2 separate regions of the Sus scrofa genome follow, and region 2 is linked to region 1. The links are chromatin contacts, called in public Hi-C maps. All regions are on one chromosome and are shown on one strand. The core of a region is the stretch at or near the end of the contact, and the rest is flanking DNA. Distances in the headings are between cores, read along the strand shown.

Region 1 (4,485 bases), core at 1,480-3,979:
TAGTAGTAATCACCACCATTCTATTATCCACCTTATCTGTCCAGCCAAGGTCCAACTAAGAAGACCTTTGGTCTTCTCCAAGGGCGGAAGAAAAATACTTTAGCTGAGAAAGATGTCCAAGGTTCTCTGCAGCAGAATACCTGAGGACATAGCGGAAGCTCCATGAGAACAGGCGTTGTCTGCTTTTTTTTTGCTTCTCACTGTATCCTGAGCAAGCAGTGGGAACTCAGTAAACATGTGGTGAATGAAGTAGTAACATTAAATGCACAGACAGGGTTCTGACAGCGAAGGCATTACCTTCTATTACTCTGTAGCTAAATATAAAAGAGGTAAATTTATGAGGTTTTCAGAGGACAGTTGCAGCTGTAGCTGGTCATCATTTAAGACAAACTGGCTATCAGGAGGCAGTGTGGTATAACGCCCTTTATTCATCTTCGCTACATGAACAAAGAGACACACACGCAAGGTCTTTGGATTGTCTACCCCTAAAAGAGCAGGGTGGACAACAAGATGGTCATAAACAAGCACATTCTACTTTTTCACCGCTTTGTAACAATCATCCCAGCAATCTGAATGGGAGTTCCCATTGTGGTTCAGTGGTAACGAATCCAGCCAGTATCCATGAGGATGCAGGTTCGATCCCTGGCCTCACTCAGTGGGTTGTGGATCTGGTGTTATGAGCTGTGATGTGGGTCACAGACAAGGCTTGTTGCATGTACTGCTGTGGCCAACAGCTGCAGCTCCGATTTGACCCCTAGCCTGGGAACTTCCATATGCCACACATGTGGCCCATAAAGCAAAAAAGAAACCTGAATGGAAACCAATCACCAAGTACTTCACATAAATGTTTGTCAAAGGAGAAAATCCCCAACTGACAGAAGGGGAAACTGAGATTCAGTTCCCAAGTTCAAGATCACTTGGTCAGGGTAGAATATGAACTATGGGAGTTCTCCTGTGGAGCAGCTGGTTAAAGATCCAGTGTTGCTATTGCAGTGGCGTGGGTTGCTGCTGCGGCATGGGTTCAATCCCTGGCCCAGGAAATTCTGCAGGTGTGGCCAAAAAAAAGAATACAACCTGTGGTACTGGTATGGTCCAGATCTCTTTCTGTAGGGGTCTAATGGTCATGCTTTCCAAAATCCTGTGTCAGTTCAAAAATACTGTGATATCAGTCCTCTCTTCCAGGCTCAACAGATCTGTAATAATTTATCTTTTCAAACAATCTTGCCCAGATTCACTACAGATGGGACAGCAAGATCAGCAAGAAACAACTACTTCCACATTGTTAACTTGGAGAAACAAAAAAATCTAAGAGAAAATTTGGACAAATCCTTGTCTTTGCCCAGAATTGAGAGACCCTAAGTATTTTAAGATAAATGATTTCCCTTTAAACCATATGGTTTAAATTTTAGCAATGTAACTTTAAAAAAAAAAAAAAAAACTTCTGACAACACAATACTTTCTGAGAGTACAGTACACTACTTCTTTTTAAATTCTGCAATAATAGTTGTGCTACTTGATCCAATGTAGATTCACAAATTTAAATGTAAAAGGTTGTCGGAGAATGCTTGCTTGATTTTTTATTAACGAAATACGTTCTTGACATTGAACCTTTGAGTGTAACATCTTCCTAGGGTTGTCAAGTCAGGAGTGAAAAAAAAAGAAATGGCAGTCAGTCAATCTTCTAGATGGTTCAAAAGAGGACAGTCAAGGTCAAACTGTTGAGTCTCTTTTACCCTCCCCATCTAGTAACTGAAAAGCAACTGATTGTGAGCTCAAAATACGCCATTCTGGAACTCCCACAAATACAAATGTCAGCTCCAGGACCACACTCTGGCTCAAAAAGTTCTGTGAGGGCAGGCTGAAAGGGACAAGGAGAATGGGGAGTAGTAGGGCAGATGCTCAGGCCACAGCACTTTGGTAAGACTCAGAGAGCAGAACTTTTACCTGTTTTCTAACAGCGTCATCACCTATCAAATAAAAATAATCATCTCCAGAAATGATGATATGAATCAAACGATGTGGTGAGGAATTAAGTCTTGCAATCTTGTGCAAAGCTGAGAGACTACTGTCATCATTACTATTTGCTACATCTGGGCACGGAACCCACCCCCTCGAATTCTTGGGTACATGTTCCGCAGGATCCCCACAAGATGGAATAGGTCATAGTTTTTTTTTTTTCCCCCCCTACAGACTCCATGTTTGGCAACCGTAGATGCACCTGGCTAGCAACTCTGTGCTACTGAGATGAAAAGTGAGGCCTTCAGGCTCTGGGCCTAGCGCGCTTACCAACCACCGCGCCCCCCAGTCACCTTGTCCTCACCTTGAGGAACGGGGGAGGAAAAAAAAAAAAAAAAAAAAAAGCCTTACGGGGGAAGAAACTGCGGTCCTCAAAAATGAGAAAGACGTGCCTCCACTCTTCACCCGGCCGCCGCTTCTTAGGCCCTTGCTTCCAGCGGGGCGGGGACAGGGCTGAGAGCTGACTGAGCCGGGGACGCCCTGACCTCGGGCGCCAGAGGAGCGGGTATTTGCGCTGGGCCCGCGCAAGGGACAGGTACGCGAAAAGTCGGCCGGAGGTCAGGCCCGCCTCGCCTTGCCTTGCCCATAGCCGCAAGCGCAAAAGAGGTACCCCGCCCCCGTAAACCTAGAGGGCTCTCGGTTCGCTCACCTGCAGCCGGGTCACCAGTAGGCTGTAAGGCGCCATTTTGTGCACTGACAAAGATGAGGTCGCTTGAAAGTGACGTGACACGCGGCTTATTTAAGGCCTTCGGTGAGGGGCGTGACCTGAGGAGAAACGCGTCACGCTGAAGGCGTTCCCGCGAGCGACGTGGGCGGAGCTCCAGAGTCAACCTGGGAATTGGGAGAGAGCTGCCTAAAAAGTTGGGGTAGTAAATACCCGGCACAAAGATATCAAAGTGCAAATTTCGTCTTTGCGCTCTGCAACTTGTCCCTCCCATTCAAATCTGGGAAAGTTTTTTTTTTTTTTTTTCCCTAAATGACCCGCACACCCCTACCAAGACCTGACTCCCCCACTGCCAACGGGAATTCGTCTTCGGAATTTAAGTGCTTTGATCACGCGAGAATGAGCGGGGCTTGGTGCAAAGATTGCAAACGCTGATGGACGCCTAGAGAACCAATCAGGGCGACGAGGAGGCAGGAACAATCAGGGTTAAAGGTCTGGCGGAAGCTCCCTAAGCTTCCGGTGGTTTGAGCGCGAGCGATGGCTAAGCATCACCCGGACTTGATTTTTTGCCGCAAGCAGGCTGGTGTTGGTGAGACGGTCTTCTGCCCCCGGCTGTTTGGGTGGGGATGGTATTAGGACCTTAAGAGTCCGGGGTTCCCATTACTCCTTTAGGGTGTTGCTTCGGAGGCGCCCCGTTTCCCGCCTCGCCGCCGGTAGTGTAGGAGCGCGTGGGTTTGTGGGCTCAGATGAAAGGGGGGCGGGGGCGCGCGTGCTGAGAGCTGGAGAGGGGCTGCGGAGATAGAGAAATTCTCAGTTTTCCCAGGACCTGGGAGGTCTTACGAGGGTGCGGATTTGGTTCGGATTGAAGTTTATGAGAATACGATGGTTAAGACCTCTCAGGGCTCACTGCAGACCCTGTACCTGTCCCCAACTCAAGCTCGAGGCTTTTGTCCCCTCTTCTAAACCTTAATCCTAATTGTACTCTTTATCACCTTTGATCTTGCAGCCATTGGAAGACTGTGTGAAAAATGTGAGTGGAACACGCTTCTCCAAACAGCCCACCCCTCCCACTCAGCTTCTATAGTGGCAGCAACGGACATTTTCAGCGGTGCCACGAAGAGGGCTTTGGATAGACATGATTGGAAGCATGTTAATACAAAGCCAGACTGCAACTAAAGGCCACCTTCCCGCTCCAACTTGTACATTTTAGGCACTGTATTTAGGTTTTGACAAAACCTCTAGCTTTGGACCAGAAGTAGCATGACCCTGCCCCCAACACACACAGCATTCTGCCAGTCAATTATATAGACTTATCTACCGACTGCTATTCTAAGCCCTTTATATTAATTGATTAGCTTTCCTATGTGTTGGGGAGATTGAGAAATGGACGCTAGGTAAACCAATTTTATAATGCCAAAATAGAGGGCTAAAGTCACTGTCAGAAGGACATAGTGTTTTTACCCATAGCAGGAAGAGGACCTGAGGTACTTGCAAGTGGGCGTAATTCAACCTCTTTTCCTTACAGGTGATGGCAAGTGTGTGATCTGTGACTCCTACGTGCGTCCCTGCACCCTGGTGCGCATATGTGACGAGTGTAACTATGGCTCTTACCAGGGGCGCTGTGTGATCTGCGGAGGCCCGGGAGTTTCAGATGCCTATTATTGTAAGGAGTGCACCATCCAGGAGAAGGATGTGAGTGTATACTAAGCTTTTCCTCTGATCTTTCCTTTCGTTTAGGAACACTTGGCCATCCACAGCAGACTCCTATGGTCAGGAGATGGCTGTTCAGCCAGTCACCTAGGTTA
Region 2 (4,866 bases), core at 1,822-4,321, 510 kb after region 1:
CAGGGGTGCAGCCCTTTTTAGACCAAAAAAACCCCAAAAAATTAAAAAGAAAAAAAAGACATACTTCAAAAAAGCTTCTTCGTGCTTGTTAATGATTTAAAAGCTTTGTACCAGTCTTTCTATTACAGAGTTCTGTGACTTTAGATGTTATGTCCGCCAGGATGGCTCCATTATTCCAGTTGGCTTGGTGAAAGCTTTCTTTCAAGTCTCACATCAAATATCTCCTAATCTTTTAAAGTCACGACCATATTTCTCTGCCTCCAGAAAATAACACCTTTTCCTTCTCCCCATAAGAATATTATAATTACTTGCTTTTTCGTCTATCTCCTATGATGATAGAAACTTTTTGTGCTCAGTGCTCATGTGTGATGCTCAATTAAAGGCTGGGTTTTTTTGGTTTTCTTTTTTTTTTTTTTTTTTTTTGGCTTTTTAGGGCTGCACCTGTGGCACATGGAAGTTTCTGGTCCAGGGGTCGAACTGGAGCTGTAGCTGCTGGCCTACACCACAACTGCAGCCACACCAGATCTGAGCCGTGTCTGCGACCTACACCAGCAGTTCACAGCAATGCAGAATCCTTAACCTACTGAGCAAGGCCAGGGATTAAACACGAGTCCGGTTGCTACTGCTGCACCACCACGAACTCTCTCAATGTTTGTTACATGAACAAACTGCAAACAGGCTTTTAAACTCATTTTCTACTTAATCTTTAATATTTTCAATATTCCCCTTCCTTACTCACACTTACATTTATCTTAAATGACCTAGTCTTTTTAAATATAAATTACTGGAGTTCCCGTCGTGGCGCAGTGGTTAACGAATCTAACTAGGAACCATGAGGTTGCGGGTTCGGTCCCTGCCCTTGCTCAGTGGGTTAACGATCCAGCGTTGCCGTGAGCTGTGGTGTAGGTTGCAGACGCGGCTCGGATCCCACATTGCTGTGGCTCTGGTGTAGGTCAGCAGCTACAGCTCTGATTCGACCCCTAGCCTGGGAACCTCCATATGCCGCGGGAGCAGCCCAAAGAAATAGCAAAAAGACAAAAAAAAAAAAGTATATATATATATAACTGATGCATCATTCCACATTTTGCCCTTTCTCAAATGACTAGATGGTGTTAATATCTATAGATTACAACAAATGAAATCACACTCAAATTAGCTAGTCAAAACATTTTCACTTTGAGAATGCACTGAATTTCCCAGAAGAGAAAGTTCCCTACGGTGCTCAATACACAGAAGGGCCTTTCTAACAAGGACAAGCAAGAGCACCACAGACATTCAAAGTTCTATTTATGACCACCAAAAGCCAGCGGAATTTTCTAAAACTTAATAAAATCCTAGAATAACATATTTACAACCCATTACTGCCTTGCTTGAGCCCCCATGTCACTTGAGTCAAGACACTATTATCATCCTTTGCTATATTCTTATTTATCCGTTGCTTTTCTAACATCTACCTGGACTGAGAGCAACTCTAGTGAAGTGGAGATTCATCCACAATGACGACTAAAAAGTTGTTAACTGAAGATACATTCTTTCTGGCTTACTAAAAAGTTCCAAAAGATGGAGTAGCTCAGCAGAAACGAATCTGACTAGCATCCATGGGGATGAAGGGTCAATCCCTGGCCTTGCTCAGTGGATTAGGGACCCAGCATTGCTGTGAGCTGTGGTGTAGGTCGCAGACGCAGATCAGATCCCGAGTTGCTGTGGCTGTGGCATAGGCCGGCAGCTGCAGCTCTGATTAGACCCCTAGCTTAGGAACTTCCATATGCCATGGGTGTGGCTCCAAAAAGACACCCCCCCCCAAAAAAAAGTTCCAAAAGGGCTCTACTAAGCCAGAGTAAGACCAAGTAGAGGTATAACAGCAAAAGGTCTAGATGGCAATCATACAACTAACATTCCTGACTTCTTACTTGTTACTGTGTTAGTTTCAGTTCCCCATCGGTAAAATGGTATTTGCTCTAACTTATTGGAATTGCAACGATCCAAGAGGATCATTCATCATTCACTCATTCAAAAAGCCTATCTATGTATATTATATTAACATTAAGAGGTGGTTAAAGTTATTTATACTGCTGAAGCAAAACGAAGCATTATGAATACTTTGGTGTGTACCAAATACAGTACCTTGCCCTAAACCTTGATTAATCACGTTTTACACAAAGCCTCAACAAATGCAAAAGTCACAAGTAAAGGCAAAGAACTTTAATTGTTCGTGACAGAGTACACCCTAAAAAAATGGCCCCCATATTCCCGGACTACTCCATCTGGCCTTAACAAGCAAGGCTTCCAGACATAAAAAGCCTCACGAGTATCTCTGACAGGGAACTACTCAAAAGAATTTGTATTAGCAAACATTCGTTTCTTGTCCATTCTGGAGCTGTTAAATCTTTGAAAACACGAAAATACAATCTTACGTTCACTTAATAGAAACGAGAGTCACTCGATGTGAGACACTTTGACACCTGAGCAAGTGTGATACCTGCTACAACTTCCATGAGTCCAAGTTACTGTGAAGACAGCCCCTGCGGGAAGACAGGGCACGCTTTTCTCTCTGCAATCATTTCAACCTCCCCGAATACCTCAACGGTAGAGCGAACACAAGGCCCACCCTTTTCCAGAAGCAGCAGGTAGAGAAGAAATCCCAGGAGCGCACAGAGGGTCTGGGAGTGGAGGCCCCAGCAGGAGAAGGGTCCGCCGAACCAGGAATCTCCCGAGATCGACGTGGTTCCCTCTGGTGCGCCTCAGGCTTCTCAGCGAGCAAGCCTTGGAGGGGACACTGTGGGAGGTGAGTCTAACCTGAGAGGCTGCGGGCGCTTGCTACGGCGGGAACAAGCTTAGTTGCTGAGAGCAACCAAGGCATGACTGCCACGCACACGGACCTGGGAGAAAAGGAAAAAAAAACAGCCGTAGAAGCGGCGCCCCGCAGGGCTGCGTCGCCAGGAAACCTCGGCCAAGCGCCCCTCCCCTTCCGGCCGGCGCCGCTCGCCGGGCTTTCCTCCCGCGGCGGCGCCCAATGTTGACGTCACGTGCGGAGCTGTGACCACTGCTCCGGCCGGAGAGCCCTTTGGGCGTCATGACGTCGTGTTACATTTAGTGGCCACACTCACAGAATGTCCTGTTCTAAATGGCTCCCTGCAGGGGCCGAGAGGTCCTGCCCTCCTTGAAAGCACGGCTGGGGACTTAACCATGCAGAGCTGTGGTTCTGAGTTAAGGCTGTAAGAATGCGTGCGTGCAAAGGCAGGCACCGCACGAACAGCCACACTTCTAGAATGTTCTAGCTAGTGCGCAGGGCAGAGGTAAAGGGAGCAGGAATGAACGGGCGAAGGACCCGGGGTCACGAGACCGTTGGGTGGGCGGAGCCAGCGGCCGGGGAGGTTCTAGTCTGTTCTGCCTCGCGGCAGCCGCCCCCTTTACGCCACGCTGAGCCAGCGCCCGGGCCTGGAATCGGGCCACAGCCACCGCCGAGCCCGCCGCCTCCCGCCGCGCCCGGACCATGGACCCCCGCAAAGTGAGCGAACTTCGAGCCTTCGTGAAAATGTGTAAGCAGGACCCGAGCGTTCTGCACACCGAGGAAATGCGCTTCCTGAGGGAGTGGGTGGAGAGGTGAGACCCGGGCCTGAGGACCGTTGGGGGTGGGAAGAGGGACGGCCGGAGGGGGAGCTAGGCGGGAGCTGGCGCGGGGCGGCGGAGCCTGGAGCTCGGTGGCGAGGCCAGTGGCGTCGCCTTCGCTTTGTGGCTCGCTCCGTGGCCGGGAAAGCTAGGCGCCCTCGAGGGTCCAGTGGGGGATCGGGGAGCTTAGGTAGTTGAGAGGCAGGGAAGGCAGAGGCCCAGCTGCGTTCCTTGCCCCCGGAGGCCGCCGGGGGTGTGTCTTGGGCGAGATGCAGGCGATTGCGGGGACTTGGACACGGAAGACGTGAGGGGGAGGGGCGCGAGCTGCGAGACTCGGCTTTCGCGTGGAGTTGTTTTTCTTGAAATCTGGTGTCCTGCTTAGGTCGCAGTGACACAAAACAACTCCCTTACGCACTGTGTCTTTAAAAGTGTTGTAAAAATGATACCTAGCTTTGATTACATTTACAACGACTTTAAGGGCGTAGAATCATTTTGGGAATCGCTTTTTATATCTGATTAGTGGCAGTACCATCACTTCAGGCACTTTAAGAAAAATGATTTTTCGAGGACCCGCGTGTTAACACGATCTGTTCTTGTTATCTTTAACTCCAGAGTACGTCGCTACGTGCATGGAATTAACTGAACAGGCGTTGTGCCAAATGCTAGCGAGGAAACAGTATAAGTACAATCTATTTAGGGATACAGATGAATAAATACAAAAATTCGTTTTGATATGTAGCGTGTAATAGAGATTAGTATTCTGCGTTTTGTGGAGGAATTTAAGGGAGAAAGGGAAATCTTTCCCGAAGTGATTTTTAAAATTCACTACTACGTGAGGAATTTTGAGAGGTGACATACTAGTTGCACCGCGCAGTGATAAATAGCGACATTGCAAAACAATGTGAGCCCTAAAAGGTACTACCCTAAATGATCTGTTTATTTTACTAATTTTTTTGCGCGGGACATTGAACCCATGTTTAGCAAATATTTGAAAGAATGGGTCTTCCAGTAAGCTTGTTCTAAGGAAGAAACTTAAGTTCAGATCAATCAGCTTTTGGTGGGATAATAATGTTTTTTCTCTAAGAAGTTTCTCAGTTCTCCTCCCTTCCCTACTGGTTTTTTAGCTACTCTAAATAAGATATTTCCTCATGTTATTTATGTAAAATTCTGAGACTACTTAAGGATTAGTTACTGTAGTGATTTAATTGCTAAGTTAGAATACCTTTTTGCCAATTTCTGCTTTTTAACAGAAAAAAA

The links. Hi-C and Micro-C count contacts between places; a contact is called where the count stands out from the background.
Region 2: a Hi-C map of epiblast stem cells shows a contact between it and region 1, with 2.4 times the contacts expected there. The contact joins the promoter of ST13 here to the promoter of ACO2 in region 1.

The regions. Positions count from the first base shown.
Region 1 is chr5:7,068,294-7,072,778 of Sscrofa11.1, forward strand. ACO2 (aconitase 2) reads right to left here and starts at 2,730. Exons shown (of 19, transcript NM_213954.1): 1 at 2,666-2,730. The coding sequence starts at 2,701. It overlaps PHF5A (PHD finger-like domain-containing protein 5A), which reads left to right and starts at 2,852. Exons shown (of 4, transcript XM_021091456.1): 1 at 2,852-3,269; 2 at 3,687-3,710; 3 at 4,206-4,372. The coding sequence starts at 3,218.
Region 2 is chr5:7,580,003-7,584,868 of Sscrofa11.1, forward strand. It overlaps ST13 (hsc70-interacting protein), which reads left to right and starts at 3,072. Exons shown (of 12, transcript XM_003481531.4): 1 at 3,072-3,603. The coding sequence starts at 3,494. It overlaps XPNPEP3 (probable Xaa-Pro aminopeptidase 3), which reads right to left and starts at 2,979. Exons shown (of 8, transcript XM_021091468.1): 1 at 2,797-2,979. The coding sequence starts at 2,860.